Linked DNA regions of Mus musculus: regions 1, 3 and 4 are each linked to region 2. Evidence: chromatin contacts called from public HiChIP or PLAC-seq and promoter capture Hi-C data. All regions are on one chromosome and are shown on one strand. Each heading gives the region's core, a stretch centred on a gene start, on an enhancer-like site or on the middle of the called end of the contact. The rest is flanking DNA. Distances are from core to core; before and after follow the strand shown.

Evidence for each region. HiChIP or PLAC-seq counts read pairs in DNA pulled down with a chosen protein or histone mark. Capture Hi-C pulls out chosen DNA fragments and counts their contacts.
Region 1: a contact with region 2 is called in an H3K27ac HiChIP or PLAC-seq map of extraembryonic endoderm stem cells. The contact joins the promoter of Ptges3 here to the promoter of Timeless in region 2. A contact is called at or near these places in 22 of 39 promoter capture datasets (the 3T3-L1 cell line, 3T3-L1-derived adipocytes, the HPC-7 cell line and 15 more), 1 of 15 datasets of contacts at CTCF or cohesin (the NIH/3T3 cell line), 4 of 484 Hi-C or Micro-C datasets (CD4 T cells, forebrain, liver and 1 more), 16 of 115 datasets of contacts at active chromatin or transcription factors (the 230-238 cell line, CD8 T cells, the HPC-7 cell line and 10 more) and 3 of 9 other capture datasets (adipose tissue, liver and pancreatic islet).
Region 3: an H3K4me3 HiChIP or PLAC-seq map of the SCID.adh cell line shows a contact between it and region 2, with 13 read pairs. The contact joins the promoter of Prim1 here to the promoter of Timeless in region 2. A contact is called at or near these places in 9 of 39 promoter capture datasets (the 3T3-L1 cell line, the C10 cell line, embryonic stem cells and 4 more), 1 of 484 Hi-C or Micro-C datasets (Sertoli cells), 4 of 115 datasets of contacts at active chromatin or transcription factors (the SCID.adh cell line, bone marrow-derived macrophages, memory CD8 T cells and 1 more) and 3 of 9 other capture datasets (adipose tissue, liver and pancreatic islet).
Region 4: a contact with region 2 is called in a promoter capture Hi-C map of pancreatic islet. The contact joins the promoter of Slc39a5 here to the promoter of Timeless in region 2. A contact is called at or near these places in 15 of 39 promoter capture datasets (the 3T3-L1 cell line, 3T3-L1-derived adipocytes, the C10 cell line and 9 more), 1 of 15 datasets of contacts at CTCF or cohesin (CD8 T cells), 1 of 484 Hi-C or Micro-C datasets (Th1 cells), 5 of 115 datasets of contacts at active chromatin or transcription factors (CD8 T cells, the SCID.adh cell line, bone marrow-derived macrophages and 1 more) and 3 of 9 other capture datasets (adipose tissue, liver and pancreatic islet).

What each region holds. Positions count from the first base shown.
Region 1 is chr10:128,057,432-128,061,906 of GRCm38.p6, reverse strand. Ptges3 (prostaglandin E synthase 3) reads right to left here and starts at 2,925. Exons shown (of 8, transcript NM_019766.4): 1 at 2,621-2,925. The coding sequence starts at 2,622.
Region 2 is chr10:128,230,580-128,235,286 of GRCm38.p6, reverse strand. It overlaps Timeless (timeless circadian clock 1), which reads right to left and starts at 3,224. Exons shown (of 29, transcript NM_001164081.1): 1 at 3,112-3,224. It overlaps Mip (major intrinsic protein of lens fiber), which reads right to left. Exons shown (of 4, transcript NM_008600.5): 4 at 3,475-4,707. Gm26847 (a long non-coding RNA gene) reads left to right here and starts at 2,224. Exons shown (of 2, transcript XR_380941.4): 1 at 2,224-2,539; 2 at 2,632-4,697.
Region 3 is chr10:128,013,363-128,018,011 of GRCm38.p6, reverse strand. It overlaps Prim1 (DNA primase, p49 subunit), which reads right to left and starts at 2,797. Exons shown (of 13, transcript NM_008921.2): 1 at 2,661-2,797; 2 at 1,891-2,048; 3 at 1-36. The coding sequence starts at 2,763.
Region 4 is chr10:128,398,691-128,403,138 of GRCm38.p6, reverse strand. Slc39a5 (solute carrier family 39 (metal ion transporter), member 5) reads left to right here and starts at 1,915. Exons shown (of 12, transcript NM_001136237.1): 1 at 1,915-1,969; 2 at 2,612-2,705; 3 at 2,983-3,335; 4 at 3,687-3,867. The coding sequence starts at 3,052. It overlaps Nabp2 (nucleic acid binding protein 2), which reads left to right. Exons shown (of 7, transcript NM_027257.2): 7 at 1,216-1,744. The coding sequence ends at 1,415.

The DNA of each region.
Region 1 (4,475 bases), core at 1,676-4,175, 170 kb after region 2:
ATACCCAGTGTCCACGGAAGCCAGAAGAGGGTTCCTAACCCTGATCCCCTGAAATCTGGTACTGTTGTCAACCACCATGTGGGGTTTGAGAATTGAACCCAGATCCTCTGCTAAAGGATGAGCCACCTCTTTAACCCTGTAGAATGACCATTTTAAAAAGACCAGGTATCTGACCTCTTCAAAATGTGCACAATGGTGCAAACCTGGTCCACACAGAAACCTCATCACAAAAAACAAAAATAAATGAGATGTGTGCACACTATATAGACCTATCTGGCCTTGATCTTATATAATCCCAATATATAATCCTATTGGGTTCACCTATAATCCCAAATAATTAGGAAGTGGAGGGAAAGAGTAGGAGTTCAAGGGGGATCCTCCCACATATTGGGAGGTTAGGCCACCTAGGGCAGCATAGACGCTTTCTCAAAAAACAATCCCTTTAAAGAAGGTAATAGGATCAGGAGTTGTACACCTTTAATCCTAGAACTCAGGGAGGCAGAGGCAGGTGTATCTCCAGCCCAAGTTCCAGGATAGCCAGAGCTACACAGGGAGAACTTGTCTCAAAAAAAAAAAAAAAAAAAAAGCTGGGCGTGGTGGTGCACGCCTTTATTCCCAGCACTCAGGGGGCAGGCGGATTTCTGAGTTCAAGGCCAGCCTGGTCTACACAGAGAAACCCTGTCTCAAAAAACCAAAAAAAAAAAAAAAACCTAAAAATCAAAACAGACAAAAACAAACAAGAGCACCCACACACACAAAGGTTGGAAAGATGGCTCAAGGGTTAAAAGCGCTGGCTGCTCTTCCAGAGGACCCAGGGTTCTAGCCCCAGCACCCACATGGTGATTCACAAACCTCTAGCTCCAGGGTATCCAACATTCTCTTCAGGCCTGGCCTCTAGCAGTGCAGATGATACACAAACATACAGACAAAACATCCACACCACACTGCTCTTGCTTCTACAAGAGCACCCAAGCAGGGTGGCTCACAACTGCCTCTAACTCCAGATTCAGAACTAACACCTCTGCTCTCAGCAGGCAGTTGGTTCTGGTAATAGAACTTGGGTTCTCAGCAAGGGTAGCCAGTGCTGTTAATCACTGCGCAGTCTCTCTACCTCCTAAATTGCTACTTCTGGATGAAAAGATGTTTCGTTTGGCTATGTTTATCTACTAAATTGATTATGTTTTACCTAGCAATTCATTTTCCCCGTACAGTTTGGAAAATATCAAAAAGTTTTTACATAAACTTGTCCTAAGAAGCCAACATGACATCAGAATACAGGTCAGTCACACACAAGAGCTTTTTCTTAACATCTCAAAGGTAAAATTTAAATCCATGCTGGTGAGATGGCTAAGCAAGTGAAGGCTCTCCGTTTCTCTACCTGACAACTTAAATTGTTTCCCCACAGACTGTCCTCTTACCTCCAGGAACACGAGGGGGTGGGGGGAGGGCACACACATGAATAAAATTACTATAATGAAACACTAAAATGTAAAACCTGCTACATATCTTTGTTTTTATGGGGGACTCCTCCAAATTTCTTTACACATTTTCTAGTACTACATGGTCTTCTTCTAGGACCTGTTTCTCAGCCACTAATTGGCTCTAGGACATCGTCTATCAATTTAGATTTTTAGCCATTCAAGCAAGCAGTTAAAACTTAAACTTGTACAATCGTTAAACTTTTTTTTTCAACTACAATCCGTAACTTTTAGTGCTGTGCATAGCAGCCACCCACACCACCCTCAAGTACTGTAATTCAATTCTCTCATATTTGAAAGTTGTCCAGGCTAGAAAAATAAGGGCAAAAATTCTTAGATTAAAAGAATCTGTAACCTCCATATAAACAAATTAAGACCTTCAGGCAAGTGAGATGGTCATTTTATACCTGTTTCACCTCCGCATACAAAGAGCATGACGAAATGCCACCCAAAGTTTATTGAGGTACAGAGAAGAAAAGAGTCCACAAGTATCTTGTGACTAGACACGTGCAGAACTACCTGCTCCATAGTAACTATTACTCGCTGCCAAGGAGGTGACCGCATTTGCTAGCGTTCACCATTTTCAAGAGACCCGAGATGTGGGAACGGGAAGTTTCGTTGTGGTGACGGCATGGCCCCCTCTAGTTGCCTAGCAGTGCCTGCCGCCGAGGGCCGCGTGGTGCCCTACCGGTAGCACCGGCTTACGGCGGCACCCACAAATGCTCTCAGCCCGGTCCTGCCGGGTCCGGGCATCAGCACCGAGCGGCAGGACTCCACGGCTCCCGGCGCCCTCATGGCGGAAAGCTCACACACGAGTTTAGGGCCTAAGGCTAAGTTCCCAGAGTTCCGAGAGAGCCAGGCTGTCTAGGGAAGAAAAGTGGGATTTCTGGCACGAGGAATCCGGGGGTCGATCTGGAGGTGGGGAAACGGACATCTGGAGGAAAAATGTCCTCCAACGGTAACAGGAACAAGGATGCAGGCCCTCCCACCCCACGGCAGGGCTGCCACCAGCGCGGGCGGGGAGAAAGGCGAAGGGCCGAGGGTGGGGGGAGGGCGAGGGGCCGTTTCCCGGCAGCCGGGGCTCCCGGCGCGGCCTCGCTCCGCTCCGGGACGACCTTCCGTCGGCGGGATGTCGCACTCACATGGTGAACGGGGCAGAGGGCCAGACAAACGGGTGGGCGGGCCTCGCTGGCGGCGGCTGGCGAGTCGACTCCTCTCCGGCGGCGACTCCGGCGGTCTCTGCCCGGTCGCGGCCTCTCCTCGCTCCTCTTAGGCGACGGCGGCGGCGGGCTCGGCCTCGATGCCCAGAATGCACCGCGCGGAGAGCGGCTCCCTCAACCCGGGAGAGAAGGAAAGTGTAGGAAAAGGGGCGCGAGGACGGAGAAGGAGCGTGCGTGCGCGCGAGGGGTGGCGAGGCCGGGCGGCGGCTGGTGACGCAGCAAAATGCCCGGGCCGGCCGCCGCGCGTGCGCAATCGCCGTTTCCAGGCTCTGCGCGGTTTTCTAGAGATCTCTACGGAAGGGGCGGGGCCTCCCGGCTCCTTCGCGATCCTTCCCGCGCCCGCCCCTCCCCTCGACCCTCCGGCTGCCCCGTTCGCGCCTGTCTTCCCGGGCTCCGGTCTCGCGTTAGCAAGCCGTTGGCCGCCAACCGCCTGAGCACGCTCGCGGGCGATCTCCCCGAGAGACGTAGGGGCCGCCCTGGAAGGCGGTGGGACGCTGCGGCGTATACAGCAGACCCCAAGGCGATGTGTGGGGATTGTTTTGTCTTAGACAGGGGTGCCTGCCGCAAACCCAGGTTGGCCTCGAGTTCAGTCGCCCGAGTCCGGGATTGCAGTCCTGTGCCAAAGCCACCACGCCCGGCAACGCCGGTTGCATCCGTGGAAAAACGGCTTCGTCCTTAAAGCCTGGACCACTCGCTGTTTTTCTGATTGTCCGGATCCCGCCTGGGCTCCTTTAGCGGAGGAGCTGCTTTTGCCTCTTTGCCTTTAGGGGCGCGCCTCTCCCCCCTGCTTGGAGACATTGGCGCCCTGGGGGAGGCGAGGAGGGAAGTTTCTAGATTAATTCGCTGTCTCCTTGCGTGAGTTCAGATGAGGTGGTTAAGGATCTATTTGAAAATCCTTTGACTGGTTTTGTATACAATGCCCTGGGTTAAATGGGGTTAGTAGCCAAGAACAATCTCTGCTTATCAAAAACTGACGGATTAGGGCAGAGGTAGACCAATGAGCCACTATTAGGACATCAGGTTTTTAGAGTAATCCTGCTTCAGTCTCTTATGTGCTGGTATTACAGGCTTTTTTCTTTTGATATTGATGTCAGTGCAGACTAATTGGTGATGTTGGCTGTATAGTCCAGATCCAATTGCCTGATGTTAAGAACTTTACCACCTGTCAGGGAAATGAAAATTAGTCTGGTGTAGTGTCACAGGCTTGTAATCTCAGCTGAAGGAGCTGGGACAACTTGGTAGTGTGGGCAACTTCCCTGTTTCAAATTTCCATTTTTTCCCGAGGTGATGTAAGTATTCTGTCAACAATTATGTATGTGTACCGTGTGTGTGCCTGATTCCCACACAGAGGTCAAAAATAGGGCCTGAGATCCTTTGAAACTAGATCATGTGAACCATGTAGGTTCTGGGAATAGAACCTATGTCTTTAAGAGCACCCAGTGTTCTGACTGCTGAACCATTAACTCCAGTTCCCTCAAAATTCGAAAAGAGCTAGGGTTCATGGCCCATGTCTGTAATCCCAACAGTGGGTTGGCAGGTAGAAGCAGGTTGATCTCTGAGTTTGTCCAGCCTTGTATATATAAAGACACATGCCTCAAAAAATCAGACTTGCCGGGCGGTGGTGGTGCACACCTTAAATCCCAACACTCCGGAGGCAGAGGCAGGCAGATTCTGAGTTCGAGACCAGCCTGGTCTACCAAGTGAGTTCCAGGGCAGCCAGGGCTACACAGAGAAACCCTGTCTCAAAAATCAAAAAACAAAACAAACCCCCCCCCCA
Region 2 (4,707 bases), core at 1,975-4,474:
GAAAAAAAAAAAAAAGCGCGCTGGCTGTTCTTCCAGAGGACCCGGGTTCAATTCCCGGCCACCACGTGGCAGCTCACAGGAGATCAAGCATCTCCACAGGCAACTGCACAAATACATGCATATACACGTAACTAAAAATAAAATCTTAAAAAAGAAGGAAAGAAAGTAAGTTTGTGTTGGGGATGTAGCTCAGTTGTAGGATGCTTATCTAGCATGCATAAGGCTCTGGGTTTAATCCCAGTATGACAAAAATAAATAAATGGGTAGGTAGGTAGATAGATTAAGTACAGAAGAAAAAGAAACTAGGAACACAGCTAACACCCAGTGTAAGCAGTGACAGGAATGGGACCCAGGGAACTAGAATGTAGTGTCAGGGCTCTGGTGTGGTGGGCCTTTGGTTCAATTCTCACTATGGGAAGAACCACACAGAATGACTGAGGCCAGCCTGGGCTACAGAAGACCCTTTCTCAGTTAAGAACAAAAAGCTCCACCCGTGCCCACAATATAGTCTTAATGATCTTCCCACGGTCACCTTTCAAGCTACATTTAAGTTGTGGGCTTAGAAGACTGCTCATATGACAGTTGTGACTTCTTGACCCAGTAGCCACCCCCTTCTCCTACCTCACGGCATTTACATTTTGTGTACAGGATAGTCAAAGCAGATTGTTTAAGACGGCGAGTTTGTGGGGCACAGTTAATGATTTCCAGGGAGTGGGGCTCGGCCAGTGTTCTGAAGATGTTCCTGGTTCGTGGGGATGGAGCTCAGCTGGCTGGCCAAGGATGCAGGAATTCCTGGGTCCCACTCCATCACTGCTTACACTTGGTGGTGGTGGGGTATAGGACATCTGAAACCCCAGCATGGGAGTCCAGGGCATGTTGTTCTCAAAATGGAGACCAGTTTGGGAAACTCAGGGAGTCTCTACCTTTAAGTAAGGCAGGGAAGGAGAACTAGAACATAGTGTCAGGGCTTGGTGTGGTTGGCCTTTGGTTCAACTCTCACTATGGGAAGACAGATAAGAGAAACATGTTTCTCAGGTGATTCTAATACAATTCAATGGACAGCTGCACTTAAAATGTCAACTCCTTGATCCCAGGGATCATGTAGGTGCTTAGTAAACGCTGATCCCTAGACTGAAGTAGACAAGTCTGGGAGGGAGGTTAAAGCTACAAATGGGGAGGAATCAGGACACACGCCAGTGAGCACACTGAGAGGGAAGAGCTGGGGAAAATTCCTGTCAGTGCAACTGCAGAAGTTATACCTGCATGTCTTCCACCAGTCCTCAAGGCCAGGACCTCTGCTCTCATCTCTTGGCACTGAGTGCCATGTATGATAAACTTTGTTTACTGGCACTGATAATAAACAAAGCTACAATGCTTCAGGAACACAAAGAGGGGAGTGGCCAGTACTAGGAAGGCAGAGGCTAGAGTAATGTGGAAAGTGTAAGCTGAATAAACCCTTTCCTCCCTAACTTGCTTCTTGGTCATGATGTTTTGTGCAGGAATAGAAACTCTGACAAAGACAAGGAAGTGGTGCAATACTCACTGAACGACAGGACTGGAAGGAGCCTTTTCTTCTGGCCCGTTCTCAGAGACCTGGTCTCTGGTGAGGTAGCTTCCGTTCTCAGAGACCTGGTCTCTGGTGAGGTAGCTTCTGTACATGCAATCCGACTCTGCTCAAAGACACTCAGCTTTTCCAGGGAGACCACTGGTGTATTGTGTGCATGCTTAGGTGTGTATATGTATGTATAAATATGTGCATGCCCACACACATCTGTAACAGACCAAAGGCCTTTCCTACCTGTCTTTTCCAAAGGTGGGCCTAAGAAGCTGCCCCCCCCCCCCAAAAAAAGATGAAAGAGCTGTCTCAGTTGAAGAATGCTTTCAACATCCAGTGTTTGCTCCATCACACAAAAAAAATTAAACAGAAACTCTTTTATTTATTTATGTTTCCCCCAACTTTGGGGCAAAGTTAGTCCATGTACTCCTGACTGTCCTAGAAATCAGTATGTAGACCAGGCTGGTCTCAAACTCACAAAGATCCTCCTGCTGTGATAAAGGTGTGCTCCACCATGCCAGGGTCTGCTTTTAATCATGTTACCATGAAGGGCTGAAACTCCTACTGCAAGCTCCTTTCCCCCAGTGAGTCTGAAGCTAGCCTGGTCTACACAGAGAATTCCAGCCCAGCCAGGACTGAGACCCTGTCCTTTTATTTATGATTCATCTTTCTGTGTGTTCCTGTTCATGGGATTCAGTTCTCTCCTTCCACCATGAGGGCCCCTAAGACTTCATTCAAATCCTCAGGCTGGTAACAAGCAACCCAACCTGCTGAGGCTTTGTCTGTGGGGTAACTAGCTTGGAGGGCTGGATAAACTGAATTACTGGAATTTAGGGCAACTGCACTTAAGTGACAAGAACTCTCCAGCAGAGGGAGTTCAAGTACCTTGAGGTACGAGCGGACGCGAAGCAAACACATCCTTTCCCTGAGGTTGGAAGTCAAACTGGATGAGAAAAATGTCAGGGACGCAAGACACCCACCTGGGTAAGCAAAACCGTACGCGACCAAAATGGGGTTTCAAAGTAAATGTAAAACCACGGGCTTCAGTTTTTTTGATTTTTGTTTTCCAAAACAAGGTTCTAGTGACAGCATCAAAGACAAAGAAATGACACTCCAGGAAAGAAGCTTAACTAATGGCTCTTGTCCTAGCTGACACCCCTAGAGGTTGTGTCCTTCTTAGGCAAGAGGATCGAACCAGGCCTATGAAGACCCCAAAGCCTGAGAATCCTGGCTCCTGACGACCTCCAGGCCACTGTGTCTTCGGGTCTGGACTGCAGAAGGGTTCTGTTCTACTCTCGGAACTCGAAGATCCTGGCCTCACCGTCCCTTCCCTAGCCCGAGCTCGGGGTGTGCAGAGACCCGCGAAAACCCGGCAGGTCTCCGGCGCGCTCGCCCGGGAGCAGGATCAGAACGCGCGTGCGCGCCGGGAGCCCCGCCCCCGCCCTTCAACCGCGCGGCGGGAAAGTAGCCGCTCACTGCTCCGCTGCTCGCCGCCCCGCCGTCCCACCACCTCAGGGACGCCCGTTGTCGGTCCTGGGTCCTCCGGACACACTCACCCGCTCTCCGCGAGTCCTCTGAAGCCTCGCAGAGCCTGAGGCCCTGAGGTGCGGGGTCGCAGCCTTTCCCGCCACTCGGCTGAGAGCGACCAGTCTGCGCCTGCGCGGGCGGGGGCGGGGCGGGGCGGGGCGGGGCGGGGCGGGCAGAGCCACTTGACTCTAGACGAGAGAGGGAGGATTGGATAAAGAAGGGAAACCCAAAAGGACTGTTTTATGTGAGTCGGGCATCTGCGTTAAAGTAAAAAACCAAAACGCTATGGGTTTTCTACTGAATTATAATAAGAATCAAGATCGAATTAAGGGAGAATTTACAGACGTACTTCCCCTTCCAGTCCAGTGGACTATTCCAAAGTCTTAAATGGCTAGTTAGAAAAGATGTGTTTTATTTGGGAGGAAGTGGAGAGTTTGATGTTTGGGGTGGAGTTTTGGGTTGTCTGTCTTCTTACAGGCATATGTTTTAAAGCTGGCAAGGTATATACAGGAAGCTCAGAATAGAAAGATCTGAAATAAATATTCCTTGTTCGTTCAGGGTCACCTGCGCCCCTGTTGAGACGATGCTGTTTTACGAACAAATACAAGATAGGGCTCCAAAAGAAAAAAAAAAAATCATCTCTGAATTAAGCGTTTAGATTGAGGAGATCGATATCTGGGTCATGAGGGAGAGTTAGCAGAAAGGATAGCCGAGAGAAAAGTGAAAAGACATACAAAAATAAAAGACTATGGAGCTAGTGATAAAAGTACAGAGATGCCATTTGCAAAGTTCAGTTTGCTCTAAATGAATCTTCCCCCACCCACTCACCCCACCCCCGTCTTGCCCCTCAACTCCTGTAAATTTGCTTCAGACACCAGATTTCCTGTTTTAGCCTCAGAGAGCAATTCTGGGCTTCAGCACCTTCTGTCTGGGGCTATTAGGCAGGGCCTTTTAAACTTGCCTAACCCCTGTTTCTATTGGAAGGTCCGTGGCTCAAGGCTTCTGAACACACAGCCCAGCCGGTGGATGTAGGCAGGCTTATGTGGCTTTACAGAACAACTCAAGGCCCGTGTTTACTTTTCTCTGGGATGAGCATCCATGAGATCCGTAGCCTATAGTCTCCCATTAACTCCCTCAAAACTTAGGTACACTTGTGTGGTGATCTGGAAATAAAATCTTGGATTCCTCTCCCACCAGACCTCCTAACCCCTGGAATGCCTTCCCTCCTCCTTTCTTTCTGCTGTCTGCTTCCTGAGAGGAACGACACCCCACCCACCCCCGTGACCCTTCAAAAATCAAGGTGCATATACTTGAATGGAAGCAGGGTAAAGGCCAGAAACTCGGGTTCCCTGTGCTCACCAAACTGGGGTGGGAAATGACATACATGTTGACACCTCTTTCCCCTCCCCTAGCTTCTGTGCCCGCAAACTCAGACACGGCCACACGCACCCACATTCATATGAACAGTCGTGCACACACGGCGAGGGTAGCTGGAGCGGGGAGGAAGGGAAGTTTGCACTAACCAGTCGTGAATGCAACTTGAAAGATTTCACACAGCAAAAGGGGGAAAAAAATGAAAAACGTAAGTTAAAAAATAAAGAAGTACATGACCCTCCCCACAGTCT
Region 3 (4,649 bases), core at 1,548-4,047, 220 kb after region 2:
GAAAGCTCCCAGCTTCACTGTATTGTGTTGATTGGGCTAAGAATACAAACAGCCATCAGGCTCTGTAAGAGATGCCCACGTCTATTCACACGGTGAGTAAGTCAAAGATGCCGCATAATACCACACCTAGGATACTTTAGACAGCTTGGATCTCATACAACCTGAATTGATGATAGTTTTTTTTTTATCGACTTAAAATAAGGTGTAATGATTTTTTTTTTAAAGATTTATTTATTATTATATGTAAGTACACTGTAGCTGTCTTCAGATACTCCAGAAGAGGGCATCAGATGTTGTTACGGATGGTTGTGAGCCACCACGTGGTTGCTGGGATTTGAACTCTGAACCTTCGGAAGAGCAGTCGGGTGCTCTTACCCACTGAGCCATCTCACCAGCCCAGGTGTAATGATTTAACTCTAAGTGTATGTTGCTTGATAGAAGTGACAAAGCTATGTGAAGTTTCTAATAAGTGAATGTATATACAAATAATTCCTATTACAGAGTATTTTACAAGTCTTTCCTTGTTACAGTACACACAAGTAACACATACATAATTATTTTAGATCCCTTCAACATATTAAAAGATATCTCCTCAAATGAGTCTCTGTTGTTTTTGAGACAGGGTTTCATGTAGCCCAAGCTGCCCTTGATTACCAGCAAGCCCCAGTGTCTCCTGCCTCTGTCCCGCACACACATTATAGGTGCGAGCGTAGATGTAACCAGCTTTTATGTGGATGCTGGAGGTTTGAACTCAGGTCCAAACCGAATGCTTTTCCTGTGGAGCCATCTCTTTATCCAGAGACTCAGGACTTTCTCCTCACATCTGTTGGCTTTCACTGATAACCTAGGCAGGAGACTAGATTCCTTTCAGAAGAATCTGAGCATATGTGGGCATCGTTCTAGGCTCTAGGGATAGATCAGTGACTAAACAAAAGTTCCTATGTTAGTGGAGATTTTATCCTGACAAAGACCTAGGCGAACTTAGCTCAAAGAGTCTCTGAGAATATGGCTCAGCCAAGTCACTTCTCAGTGAAACATCACACCCGTTGGTGAGTGCTTTGGTACACACCTACAGTTCCAGCAACTCGGGAGGCAGAGCAGGAAGATTAAAATGGGATTGTGTGCAAGTGTGAGCGGGTTAAGATTGCAAAGAGAGTTTAATGATAAATCATTGAAAGCCTCAGAAATATCATATTAAAAAAAAAAAAAGCACAGGTTATTCAGGAAAATCATAGCTCCCCTCACAACTGAAGACCAGGGGTATTGTAAGGGTCCATCAATACCTATCAGAACAGGCAATAAAAGGCACGTACTGGGGCTGGAGAGATGGCTCAATGGTTAAGAGCACTGACTGCTCTTCCAGAGGTCCTGAGTTCAATTCCCAACAACCACATGGTGGCTCACAACCACCTGTAATGAGATCTGATGCCCTCTTCTGGTGTGTCTGAAGACAGCAACAGTGTACTTACATATAACAATAAATAAATCTTAAAAAAAAAAAAAGACATGGTCTCATGTATTTCAAACTGGCCTCTCCCTCCTTTATGCTGGGATTAGAGACAATGCCCATTACACCTGGTTTATGTGTTCTTAGGAATGGAATCCAACCGTTCATGCATGCCAGGCAAGCACTCTTATCAATTGAGCTACACTCCAGCCCAATGCTCACCTTTTCTTCTAAACCTAGGAAGAAGGCAAGGTATTTTCAGCCAAGTGATTTTCAGTCTATAGAGTGTTAAAATTAATTTGAAAAAAAGGTGCGTTTCATCAACAATAATACACTCTAAAACATTACCTTCAAAACTTGGGGGCAAGAACTCACTCTGGCTTATAAAATAAACACACAAAAAAGATACAAACAAAATACAAAAGAAAAAAAAGATTCCTTACTCTGTGAGAATATACTGCGCCTATATCAATCTTATATGGATTCATTTTCTGCATCTCCTTCTCCAGTTCACTCTGGTTGTTGAAGGACTGGTAGCGAATGTAAATATCATCTTTCAGTGTGAATGAAAATTCACGGTGTTGAAAGTAATTCTTTGTCACTGCAAAATAATTTTAACTCCAGTTTAGGGCATAATGTAACCTTAACTAAAACCTTAACTAATGGGAAGACATATGTTCGTTTTTTTTTTGTTTTTTTTTTTTTTTTGGTTTTTCGAGACAGGGTTTCTCTGTGTTGCCCTGGCTGTCCTGGAACTCACTCTGTAGACCAGGCTGACCTCGAATTCAGAAATCCGCCTGCCTCTGCGTGTGCCACCACGCCCAGCCTGACATAAGTTTTTAAACGACAGGGTTTTATTGTGTAGAATAGGTTGCTCTAGAGCTTACTATGTAGCCCTGGCTCGCCTTGAACTCATGAAAATCCACATGCCCCAATCTCCAGAATGTAAGGATTATAGGTATGAGCTACTAGGCTCTCTGGAATATTTTTAACGAGTGCTCTGTGCCCAGCTCTGTTCTAGATAGCCTGTAATCTGAAGGGGCATACAATTTCACATTTGCTAGGGAGCAATAAACAGGAGCTGTAAATATTCCAAGGACGCTGCCTGTCATTGGTGAAGAAGGTGCCTCTCTTCTTCCTAGGACATCCCGCCCAAAGTATTCTCACACACGGCTCCCAGCCCCGCTACCCATCCCGTCCCAGCCTCCATCACCTCCGCCATAGTTGAGCCAGCGATAGTACTGGGCGTAGGGAAAGAGCCTTCGGTAATAAAGCTTGAGTAGCTCCGGCAGCTCCGCAGGATCAAATGGCTCCATGAAGTAAAGAACTAGACCCGGACAGGACTGACACGAGAATTGGCGGGAACAAGACAGGCCTCCATCCCTGCGCGCGCATGGACCTGCGCCGCCGGAGGGACTGCTGGGAATTGTAGTTCTTGCAGATCTCGCAGGTGTAGACGACTCCTACTGCTCCTTTTAGAGTCCATCTGCATCTTCCGGGCTCTGAAAACCTATCCATTTAACAACAGGATTGTCCCCGAAAAGGAGAGACCTTTAGCATATTGATTTTGATTAGTAATAACAAGATTCTTTTTTTCCCCCCGAGACAGGGTTTCTCTGTATAGTCCTGGAATTCACTTTGTAGACCAGGCTGGCTTTGAACTCAGAAATCTGCCTGCCTCTGCCTCCCAAGTGCAATTAAAGGCGTGTGCCACCACCGCCCGGCCAATAGTAAGATTTTAACAAGTCCTTTGCAAAAGATGAATATTTTAGAGATATTACCAATATCTCATAAAGAGATTTTGAAAAATTGTCATAGAGTTACTATATTCAGTATTCGAAATGAAGACCGCATGAGAAAAATCAACGGCTGTTTGGTCTGAGTTTTCCATGGCAAGTGAGCCAACCACCATTTTACACCTTTGGTACATAAGTACAGATGCAAAGGCTCACAGGAATGTGGGAATTTCAGAGAAAATAAATAATAAAAAGGGACGGGGTTGGGGGTGCTCAGGGAAAAGAGCCGTCGCCTAGTGGTTCTGATTGGAGTCTGTTCGTAATCTAACTGGAAGTGGGGAGACATGTTTTACTTTCTCTTGTTGGAACAAAATTGGAAGAAAATTAGTGAAGTTGTTGACTAGTAGTGAATTGATGTTTTGGACCAGTTGTTTCCGGGGTTGTTATCTGAACCAGACCATCACTGGGGAGAACAGTTTGATTTTCTGCAAAACTGTCAGACAGAGGTTTATTTCTTGCACCATTTGGTAAAATTACACTTAAGAACTTAGTTTTTAGCTGGGCAGTGGCTATGCAGGACTTTAAATTCCAGCGCTCCAGAGGCAGAGGCAGGTGTATCTATGCTTTTGAGGCCTGTTCTATAGAGTGAGTTCTGTGACCCCGCCTCAAGAAACAAAACAAAACAATAAAAAACAAGACATAACTTATTTTCTTTTGAACAATGGTTGCAAGAATAGGTCAGAGTTCTTTTGTCGTGTTTGTTTAATTTTGCATTGACATTTTTGCATTTTACTCTTTTAAATATGCATTTTTAAAAGGCAGAGTCTTCCCCAGACACTATTGGTGATGCCAAGAAGTGCTTGCTGACAGGAGCCTGATACAGCTGTCTCCTGAGAGGTTCTGCCAGAGCCTAACAAATACAGAGGCAGATACTTGAAGCCAACCATCGGACTAAAGCATGAGGACCCCAATGGGGGAGTTAGGGGAAGGACTGAGGGAGCTAAAGGGGTTTGCAAGTTCATAGGAAGAACAATAGCAACCAACCAGACCTCCCAGAGCTCCCGGGACTAAACCACCAACCAAAGAATACACATGGAGGGACTTGAGTCTCCAGCTGCATATGTAGCAGAGGATAGCCTTGTCAGGCATCAATGAAAGGAGAGGCCCTTGGTCCTGTGAAGGCTTGATGCCCCAAAGGCAGGGAGGTGGGAGTAGGTGGAGCACCCTCATAGAAGCAGGGAGGAGGAGGGATGGGATAGGGGGTTTGCAGAAAGGCAATAACATTAAAATGTAAATAAGTAAAATATCCAAAAAAAAAAAAAAAAAAAAAAAAGGCAGAGTCTCACTTTGATGCCTAGGTTGGCCTCAAATTGGAGAGTCTCCTCCCTTTGTGTTTCAAGTGCTGAGATCATTAGTGTATGCCACCAGGCTGGTTATTATTTTAAATAACATACAGCATTATACAT
Region 4 (4,448 bases), core at 666-3,165, 170 kb before region 2:
AGCACCTACTCTATGTATATGTCAAGGAATAAAACACAGCACCTGCCTTTCAGTCTCTGCAGGAGTAAGGATTATAATACGCTGCAATAGGTATGTGTGTGTGGGGGGGGGGAGGGGTAATCCTAGCATACAGTTGCCAGAGTGAAGGCATCTCACACTCCCAGCTCCCTTAAAATGTTTAAAATATATGGGTGTAGGGATTGGCAAGGTGGTTCAGCAGGAATGGGTATTTGACATCAAGCCTGACAACCTGAGTTCAATTCCCAGAACATCCACATGGCAGAAGGAGACAACCAACTCCTGAAGGTTATATATGTGTGTGTGTGTGCGTGCGTGTACACTTAGCTACACACACACACAGGAGTAAACACAAAATATACACAGTTGGGGGGTGATGTGTAGCTAAGTGGCTCAGTCAGTGGCAGAGGGGTTCAGTTCCCGGATGTATTTTTCATTTTATTATAGTGCTGGGTATCTAACCCAAGCACTAACTTCCCACATGATAGACCCAGCCCCTTTCCATTTAAAGAGAAACTATAGCTCTTCTTCCTGTGCTTCTCCAGCTTTACAGGCATCTTGGGCCATAGGACATTTTTTCAGAGAGCTTTGAGCCTTGAACTAAATCTGGGTCTGATTTCCAATGACACAGAGATACCTAAGATAAATATGTTGTATTTATATAATATAAAATTATACACACACACATATGTGGTTCATGGAGCAACTTCCAAAATTATTGAGGGGCCCCATTCATACTTTTAGCCCATAGCTTTTTGTACTCTATTCAGGACCACCTGCCTAGGGAATAGGGCCATCTACAGTTGGGCTAGGTCTTCCTGCAAAATTAAGTTAATTACAATCCCCTACAGACCAGCCAATGTAGACAAGCCCCTCACTGACTCTCCCTAGCAGACTCTAGATTGTACCAAATTGACAGTTAAAATTATCAGTGCTAGGGTCCCAACCAGGCTGGCCTCGAACTCAGAAATCCACCTGCCTCTGCCTCCCGAGTGCTGGGATTAAAGGCGTGCGCCACCATGCCGGCTAGGATCCCATTCTTATTCAAAACCCATAGTCTTTTTGTACCTGGTCAGCATTCACGCAGTTGTGCTTGGTGAAGACTCATCCACTCTCTGGGGCATGGAAGTGGGCTTTGAAGACAGACCCTTTCTTACCTTAACTACCTAACTCTGTTTCTTCCTCTCCCACAACTAGCTTCCGAGAACCAGAACGGAAATGGACTGAGCACCCAGCTAGGTCCTGTGGGTGGCCCCCATCCTTCTCACACCCCCTCACATCCCCCCAGCACCCGAATCACTCGAAGTCAACCCAACCACACGCCTTCCGGCCCTCCTGGCCCCTCCAGCAACCCTGTCAGCAACGGCAAAGAAACCCGAAGAAGCAGCAAGAGATAGCAAGAGATGAGTCTCTCCTTCCTTCCACCACAACCATGATCCAGGCGTCTCTGCCAGAGAACAAGACAGTCTTCTATCAGGCTGCTGGCTTTGGGATTAGAGGATAAAGTAGCTGTGTTTTAGCCACTAAATTTCCCTGGAGGGGTTGGAAGCAGCAGCCTTATCCACCTCAAACTCACGCCCCACCCCACCCCTGTCCTGCTGATGCTGTCTATCCCCTGGGATCCAGGGTCCTCTGCCTGCCCTCCTTTGGAAAAGACAGTGTGGTTTTTGTGTGGGAAATAAGGGTCTAACTGAAATCCCTCCTTCCTAATAAATGTTCCCACTCATTCTGGAGTCTGTGTTTCTCTCATAGGAAAGAGGTTAGCAGGTGTGCACTTAGGGAATTGTAGTGCCCAGGCAAGGAGGCCTTTGGCAAAGCAAGCCTGCCCCTTTAAGGTAGTGTCCCTCCCCTACCCCCTCCCTCCAGGTGACCCTTGTCCAGCCTGCCTCCCACAAGAAGGCTGGGTCCCCCTTCCTCTTGGTGTCTTTTGTGTCTCCTGTCCTGCCGTCAGGTAATGCTAACCCCAACCCCCCGGGCCACTCACTGACCCCCTGATTGTAAGCCAGGTCAGATGTCAGAGGGGAGCCCTGTTCTGGCTTCTTTTCCTCAACAGGGCTTCCTCTTTCTCGTTCATTGATTATAGAGCTGGGGGGTGCTGACGGTTAGTGCTTGCTGGAGTCGGGGAATCACAGCTCTTTTCTTACACTTCCCAGGGTGGGCATCACTGAAGTCACTTTCCTAAATGCATCTGGAATTGCCACTTATCTGCCTCTCCCTCTAACTCCCAGTTTAGGAGCACCTTGGCTCAACTCTCCAGGGAATGTGGGGATGGGGTTGGAAACAGACGCAGCTCAGGACCAGATGTTAGGAATGTGGGGAGGGTACGTTTAGGAAAAGGCTTGGGTGGCGCTGAATGGCTTATGGGCTATAAAATATTTAAGAGGAAAAAACTGAGCACAAGTTCTTAACCATGTGGCTTCTTCAGGGCAGAGGGTGGCCCCTCCCCAGTCAAGGCCCTGCAGAGACTGACTTTTGACCCCCCCCATCCCAGAGACCAGTGAACCATTAACTCCTATATGAACCTTCCCACACTTGCCCCACCCCTGACTCCGCCCCAGAGCAGGTGGGCTAAGGGGAAACCTATCCATTTCAGCCCTCCTTGTGACGTGGCTTCCACTGCATCTGAAGGCTGAGCTCCTTCCCTCGGATCTCCTAAGGTCCACAGTGAGGCCTTCCAGGGACCTGAGGTGACAGCTCTCACACTGCCAGTAGGGGTGAGGCCCTGAATATGGAGAGGGAATAGGGAGGCGGAACAAGCTTGAGAGGTGGGTTGTCTCGGGACCAGGTGTAAGGAGAGCTCTGGGGTCAGGAGGCTGCTCCAGAAGGCAGAAGGGAGGGGCAGAGAACGCCTGAGCCTGCAGAAGCTGCAGACAGACTCAGTAAGCGGTGGTAAGTGTAAGAACATCTCCCTAGCTCTCAGCTGAGGGACAGCAGCTCTGACCCCACCCCTCCTCCTTGTTCTAGGGTACAGTCCTCAGGATGTCTCAAAGGAAATAGAAGTCAGAAACAGAGCCTCTAACCATAGCCCTAGTGATGGGGCCCCCAGTACATCATCTGCTGACTGGCCTATGTGTGGGGGTGGCCTTGGGCTGGGTAGGAGGCTCCGTCCCAAACCTGGGCCCAGCTGAACAGGAACAGAACCACTACCTGGCCCAGTTGTTTGGTCTATATGGAGAGAACGGGACACTGACTGCAGGGGGCCTGGCGCGGCTTCTCCACAGCCTAGGACTAGGCCGAGTCCAGGGGCTCCGTCTGGGACACCATGAGCCTCCAACTGGGCGGGCTGCACCCACAAGTGGAGACAATTTCACACACAGGTATTAATCTCTCTCCCAAACACAAAATGTGGCATCTCCTGGTTCCGCTCAGTGCCTGCTTAGGCTCCAGCTGCCCAGTGCATGAATCCCCAGAGTTACAAATCCTCTCACACCAACTGCTCACCTCTATTAGCTTCAATTCTCCAGAAGTCCTAGCTCTCGGTACTTCCAGGCTTTCCCTGTCGAGCCCACAGCCACCCACTTTAGGTTCTCTTACAAATGACAGCTCTCAGGTCTTCCCAGGACTGACTGTGGTTGTCTTTCCTTCGCCAAACCTTCCAGGTGACAGCTCAGGGCAGGTGTCAGGGAACTTGAGTAAGTCTGACTTGCTTGCTAATCCATCTAATGTAGGCTGCAAGAGCCGGAGCTGAGTGTGGACATCTGGGCAGGAATGCCTCTGGGCCCTTCAGGTTGGGGTGACCAGGAGGAATCAAAGGCTCCTGACCTGCACGGGTCAGGGCCCTCGAGCCTAGACCTCTTCCAGAGGCTTCTGCTGTTGGACCATTCGTTGGCTGACCATCTGAATGAGGATGTAAGTCTGAGTCTCTAGACAGGAGAAGGAACCATGGGAGTAGGTGGCCTGAAGTATTTGGCCCTTTAGGGGGCTTGAAGTACATGAAGAGTCAGTAAACGAATAGCTACTCAGTGTTCCCTTTAACCTTAGCGCAGGCTCACCAAATTCAGAGGTGTCACTTAGCAAACGCACAATCCAGGGAAGTATCTCAGGGTTAGGCTGTGGGGATGGTTATGTGGAAAAGTGTCCTGGAGATGATGGTATATCCATCTGAAACAGTCCGTCTGTTCCTTGTTCTACACACACAAGGTGGCAGACAAAGCTGCCGGACCCTGTGATCAGGTGGCATGCCCTATCAAAAGAAGCACTCCAGCCTAGGCTGGATCAACCCATGGTGGGGTGTTGACTAAAGATGGACGGCATTGTCAGGTTTCTTGTCTAGTGGCCAAAGTAGCTCATCGCTAACACAGGAAATTCTTAGGGCATAAGAGGGAGATGACAGCAGCGTTCTCTAGCAAATTAAGAAATATATGTCGAATACTTACATTGGATTGGATAATCACCAGGGATTAACACACATTAAGTCCCCTGTCCCCAGT